2 separate regions of the Astyanax mexicanus genome follow, and region 1 is linked to region 2. Evidence: chromatin contacts called from public Hi-C data. All regions are on one chromosome and are shown on one strand. The core of a region is the stretch at or near the end of the contact, and the rest is flanking DNA. Distances in the headings are between cores, read along the strand shown.

Evidence for each region. Hi-C and Micro-C count contacts between places; a contact is called where the count stands out from the background.
Region 1: a Hi-C map of muscle shows a contact between it and region 2, with 6 times the contacts expected there. The contact joins the promoter of rnls here to the promoter of ptenb in region 2. A contact is called at or near these places in 2 of 3 Hi-C or Micro-C datasets (both in muscle).

What each region holds. Positions count from the first base shown.
Region 1 is chr15:25,481,853-25,484,989 of AstMex3_surface, reverse strand. It overlaps rnls (renalase, FAD-dependent amine oxidase), which reads left to right and starts at 1,689. Exons shown (of 8, transcript XM_007251153.4): 1 at 1,689-1,953. The coding sequence starts at 1,836. lipf (lipase, gastric) reads right to left here and starts at 850. Exons shown (of 10, transcript XM_022664792.2): 1 at 750-850.
Region 2 is chr15:25,335,580-25,338,854 of AstMex3_surface, reverse strand. ptenb (phosphatase and tensin homolog B) reads right to left here and starts at 1,957. Exons shown (of 9, transcript XM_007251161.3): 1 at 1,045-1,957. The coding sequence starts at 1,123.

The sequences.
Region 1 (3,137 bases), core at 440-2,939, 150 kb before region 2:
TATTATATATATATATATATATTATTATTTTTTTTTTCCTTTTTGTGTGTGATGTTGGTGCTTCAATTTCTTCTGTCATTTTGAAAATGTGATAAAGATATGTTTAAAAAAAGGAAATAAAGAAAAACATTGAATGAGAATGTTCCAACTTTTGACTGGTACTGTATTTCTATTGGTCACATAGAAAACTGGCTTCTGGAATGGGCTAACTTTAACCACAACCTCCACTCCTCTAGCATGACAGCTCTGTAGTCACTTGATTATGGGAAAGTTCACAGACATTACTGGGCACTGGGTGAAGCAGGCTGGGGATGGGGGATGATGGTGTGAAAGGCTACACTTTAGCTTTTGTTAAGAAACAAAAGTCTCATTGCCTGCTGTCTGAACTAAAACAAAGAAATGTAGATACAACCAAATAATTCCTGCACACTTTCTTATCGGATCTGACTGTTCCCTAGTTGCTTAATGCCCTCTAAACACATGAATCTGATCAATAATTCATATGGTGAATTATAATTAACAGTTAACTACTCTAACGTTAATAACAGCGTTACCACCGACCGAACAAGACACAACTTAAGTCACCCTTATGTCACCCTATGCTAAAAGCAAGGCAAAGAGCTAAAGAGCAGCAATCTCCTTAATCTAAGCGTTAAACTAGCCTGATTATGTACAATACGTTTAAAATAAATGTCTACTTTTAAATTAGATAAATTACTACAGAAATAGAGAATTAGCACAGCGCTTACCTTCACCTCCCTTTGACAACCCGCTTAGCAACAAAGTCCTGCAAGAATGTGACACGTGATGACCATCTCTCCGCCCCCTCCTCCGCAAACCCCGCCCACAACTGTTCGGAGGGGTTCAGAGAAAAAGGGGAGTGTGGGGGTGTTACAACATAGACACATCCCATCACTTAATAAATAACATCAGAGGATGGATATTTATGTGTGATAATGATGATGTGATGTGCATGTAATGCAAATACATAAATTCTCTCTATCTGTGTTTAATAATTGCTTTGTTTTTTTTATTCATTCAAGTTGTCAATCATTTAAAAATATAATATTTCAGGTCATTAAAAAAAATGTAATTTTGAATTTCAGTTCATTATAAAAACACGTACTGTATGTTTCAGGACTTGACAATCGCTTTATTTTTTTATTATTAGCCTTTAAATTATGTTATATTAAAATATAATATTTCAGATATTTTTTAAATATAAATTTAAACTCCCAAACTAATTAGGGATTCCAGTTAATTATGAAACATGTTTCATAATCTATTCTTCGTAACATTTTCCATATAATCAACTTATGAACTTATAATGCAAAGCGTGTATTATATAAAAAATAAACATGAATTAAAATCTGTAATATATATCCTAAATAATAATTAATTTGTTTGATGTATAAGCCCTGTTTTATATTTAAAATGTTTAATAAATTAAAATGTAAAATCTTTTATTTAGTACATTAATGCGGTGTTCCGTAAACCTACAGTGCGGGCGCGTTTCAATCCACAAAGCTCTATATTTCAGATCTAACACTAATGAGGGCAGTTCTAGTGGTAAGAAAAAGACCGTTTTTAACACACTTCCTAGTGTAGTAGTGTGCGGTTTGGGATACAGGCTTCGCTTACGGCACTGTAATAGACTACGCTTGTCACTGTAATAGACTACGCTGGTGAACTCTGAGAGAGTTTTTTTTGGCCAACAGCGAGAAGTCGTTGCTGTCTCTTTAAAAGGGCAGGCGCCAGTTTTATAGCCGCTACAGAGCCGCAGCTTCACGTTAAACATACATAGACGTTTTAACGTCTTTTAATAGTTTTAGAAGATGTCACGGGTGCTTATAGTCGGGGCTGGACTCACGGGCAGTCTGTGTGCCTGTCTGCTGCGGCGGGAGCTGGCAGACAGGGTACAGATAGTGGTGTGGGAGAAGTCCCGGGGAGCAGGTCAGCCTTAACCTACCCTTCACTTAGTTTATTGACTTTTAGCTGCATTAAAATGACCAAATAACCACCGTGTGCTTTATGCAGACCTCTGGTAACAAAGCTGCAGCTGCAACTGTTACTCGCGAGGATATTCTGAATAAGTTCAGAGTCTGCTGTCTAACTAACTTGCTAGCTAACTAGCTAGCTAGTTATCTAGCTACTTCATTACATGGCAAAGGTCAACCAGCTGATCCATATCTAGAGCTGATTAGTGGGCCAGAGTAATGCCTGAAGTGACCGAGATTTACATGCAGGATATTGTAACTTTTAGCAAGCACTACCCAAAGAAATGTTTTTTTCCATAAACATTTTCTGTTGTTTTGCTCATTCACTCATTTTCAAGATATTTTTTCAGTATTTGGTGGAATAACCCTGGTTTTAATCACAGTTTTCATGCAAGATGTGTGTCTATTCATGTCTTCTGATGATTTGTTTACATAGCATTTTGTTTGTATTTACTTAGTTAAAGTTAAGTGAAAAAAAAACTATTTTATGACGATTTGTGTTGGTTAATCAACTACAGGTAGAGCTTCAGTGATGAATGCTTTTAATCTGATCATCAACGCTGTTGATGTTTTGCTGATCTGTTGTTTTAAGTGTTTCATTGAGATTTGATTAAGGGTGATGTGAGAGATTAGAGGAAACAGTACAGGGTTTGAAATTGAAGAGGTGTATTCAAACAAGAAGTCATTGATCAAAATGGTTTGAAGCAGACAAAAGAATTAGGAGATTAGGTGGTGGGATGTTCAAGTTTATGTACCTGTTTAAGGGCAGGGAGGTGGTGATACTGAAGAGCTTTGTTCCAAGGCCCCAAAAAACAGTAAATGTATGAATGTTTATATATAATGTTTTAGATGGAAAATAGTTTTTCTTTAGCGATGACTTTTACATTAGATCATGAACTAGAAATACATTTTTGGCCAAAAATGCGAAAAAGTTTGTTTATTTGTTAATGTAATATATAGCATATTTACATATTTGTCTGTGAAAAACATTTTAAGGGCATTAATTACTAAGTAAAAGATGGGTATTTTAATAAGGCTTGATTTTAAGTAGGGATGCACTAAAATGAGAAAAGTAAACATTTGCAATATTGATAGATAAACATTATAATATTGTAGAATCAAAAAATGGGTAAAAAAAAG
Region 2 (3,275 bases), core at 708-3,207:
AGCAAACATTGCAGGGTTACACTTTCTGGATCGTTTAAAAGGCTTCTAACAACAGACGTGTTCTGCGAGCTCAGCTGATGCAATGCTCCTTTGTATGTGTGTGTAGCACTGATTGTGAATTTAATCTTGTATTATGTAGGCCAATGGATCCTCTGAGCGTCGCAGAAGATGTATCTTTTGTTTCAAAGAACAAGCAAGCCCAGCTAGCTTGAGCCCTGTTCGGCACAATCGTGACTTAAAAAGCCATCGACGTCGATGACCAACAACCACACATGTAATACAGCAAATTGACTAAGCAAACAATGACAGGATATCTAACGCTGGGCAGCGTTAGCTAACGTTACCTCACAACCTTCCAGCAGGAAAAAAAAGCTTGACACTGGAGTCAGTGGAGCTAGCTAGGTTAGCTAGCGTTAACCCTAGCCTGTAAAGCTGGCACTGAACAAAACATCTTAGTTTGAATTTAATTGGGGGATAAAAAGAGACTCCGCGTAAATATGCATTTCTACAAACTTAGTTAGATAGCTAAGTTAGGTAGTCAGCTACCTAACCCATCTATGCAGATGACGACCCTCGGGATTTAGCTAGTCTGCAAAAGGAAACCCAGTTAGATATAATAGCAAGCTAGCCAAGATACTAGAGCATGACTAACGCTGGCGGATTAATTAGCGAACAGCCAAATAGCTAACTAGATATGTTAGCTAGTTAACAATGTCAACGCCAATACTAGTCAACTAACGTAACCTACATTAGCTAGGTAACTAATATGTTAAATTACAAAATGGGTTCATTATAACGTTACGCTAGCGAGCTAGCGTTGGCTAAAATCCTCCGCCACTAACGTAACAGTTACAAGCAGCGATGCTGCACTGGACTAGCTAGCATTGGCTAACCTATCCAGTAAGCAAGCTAGCTAACTGGTCACTTTGGACTGAGGACAAACCGTGTTAGCTAGCTAACAGCAGTAGCAAGCTGTAGCTTACAAAACCCCCTCCTTCCCAAACGCAGCCCCAACAAATAAAACAGCAAGCTAGAAGAGGATACATGTCAAGTCCAAGTCGAAGCCATCCTCCTGGTATCTCCTTTTGTTTCGGCTGACCATCTTCTGTATGATCGTAGCCATAGCTGTGAAAGGAGTCTTTATGGTTTTTAGGGTAAGCGAGAGTATCGTTGCCTCCGGGCGCAATGCAGCCGCTGCCGCCACCGCCGCCGCCGCCTCGTCTATCGTATCCTCTCTCCACGGTTTTGTAGAAGTCCTATGGACGACCCTGGCCAGGTCTTTACCTGCTAGCTAGCGGCCGTGAGCAGTCTGCCGCTCGCTTGTAAAGGTGAAGGCCACAGCAGGCCCGGCCCCGGCTCCCCAAAGCCCACCGAGAGGCCAAAAACCCTCCAGGCGGACAGACAGACGGTCCTCCTCCGCGTCTCGGTGGTGTCGCTAAGGCTCGCCAAGTCTCTGGGTCCGCCGCAGTCGCCGTGATTGGTGCCGAAAAGGCGGAGAGGGTCCTCTCCGACGTCTCCAAGCCAGAATATACTAGCTAGATAACCTAAGTTAACAGTGACAGACACACACACACACACACTCTCACTCTCTCTCTCTCTCTCTCTCTCTATCTCTCTCTCACTCAAACACACTCTCACACACTCGGGCTCTCCGTCTGCGAAGCTCCAGTTAACGAATTGCTAGCCGGAGAGCTAACTAGCCAGCTAGCGCGTACGAACATCTTTCTAAAACGAAGAAAATACAAATAAAAGGGGGCGAAATTCAAACGTCCGCGTCGTGTGAATTATTCCAAAGCATGAAGAAAATCCTGACAGCCTCCACCATAGTATTAAAAAGAGCCTAGTGAGAGGAGTTAGTTTGTAATTTAGCTACAAGAGGCGGTTGGTCGGTCTGTCGGTGTGTGTGACGCTCCGCTTCGCCGTTAAACTCTCCTGCTCAACTTCCATCATGGCTTCCAATAGAAAAAAATGCCTTAACGCTCAAGCAGTTCGAAAGAGGTATTCCTCCGCAACACGAACTAGTCCTAGAACTAGCTGATGGCGCGCGCTTATAGACATAGCTCGTATAAGTAAAATATCTATTAAAATAACTCATGCTTGTGCCCTCAACACACTTCAAACCACAAACAAAAATCCCACAATGTTACTGGAGCTGTCGCGCTTTTTTCCTTTTAATTAATTAACTAACCCCCCCAACCGTCACTGCCGTTGGCGGAGGGAGACGCGCACACACATACACGTACCACACACGCGAACCACTGATTTTTGTTCCAGTGTTGAGTCACGTGTCTCCAGAAATGAGGGAAGTGTCCTGTATTTTTACATCACATTACTTTGTCATATATTTGTCTCTTTTCGTGTGTTTCTAATGAGATGTTTCGTGGTTGCTAGTGTTATTGGAGGGCTCTCACAGCGCAAACTCTGACCTAAAGACCCCCAGGACGCCACTGTAAGGTTTTTCACTAAATAGGGGGTGGGGAGGGGGGTGTAAAAAATCTCAGAAAGTCTAGTTGCCCCCTTCTGCTAGACAATCCCGCAACAGTGGGCAGGAAATTACTGAAATGCTTACGCAAGCAGAAAAGTGAGGCCGAGCCGAGTATAAAGCTGCTACCAAGGCGTCTCAGGAAAAAAAAATAGAAGTCTGTCTCACGGTTACAGTTCGTATGAGGGTCGTTTTCATCATTAACTGTGGCTGTCAGGTGGGATTTGTGAATGTACCTAGTGTCCTGAGCTCTCTGTCATGGGTACTAAATGTTCATTTTGGCCCACGGGGCGGGACAGAGGTACTATGGTTCCAGCCTTTTAAAATAACAAATCTTTGTTCTTTAGCGCCATCTGTCAGCATAATGTGATCCTCTTACATAAAAACCTGCTGCTTGCCCATACTGTATACTATCATTTAAACCAGGGGTCACCAACCTTTTTGAACCTGAGAGCTACTTCTTGGGTACCAATTAATGCGAAGGGCTACCAGTTTGATACACACTCGTGAAATTACAAATTTTCTCAATTTACCTTTAATTATATGTTATTATTAATAATTAATGACATTCATCTATGTGAAGACACAGATATCAATAGGCAACACTATTATTATAAATCTCTGCAAGTGTTTACATTTTATATTATATTTTAATATAATATTACATATTATATTACATTATATTGTATAATAATATATAAACTATAGGCTATCTCTAAGCTAATATTAATGTAATATAATCTAAAATTACATCAATGCAACTGTGATTTAAAAAAAAAAAGAATAGCAACAA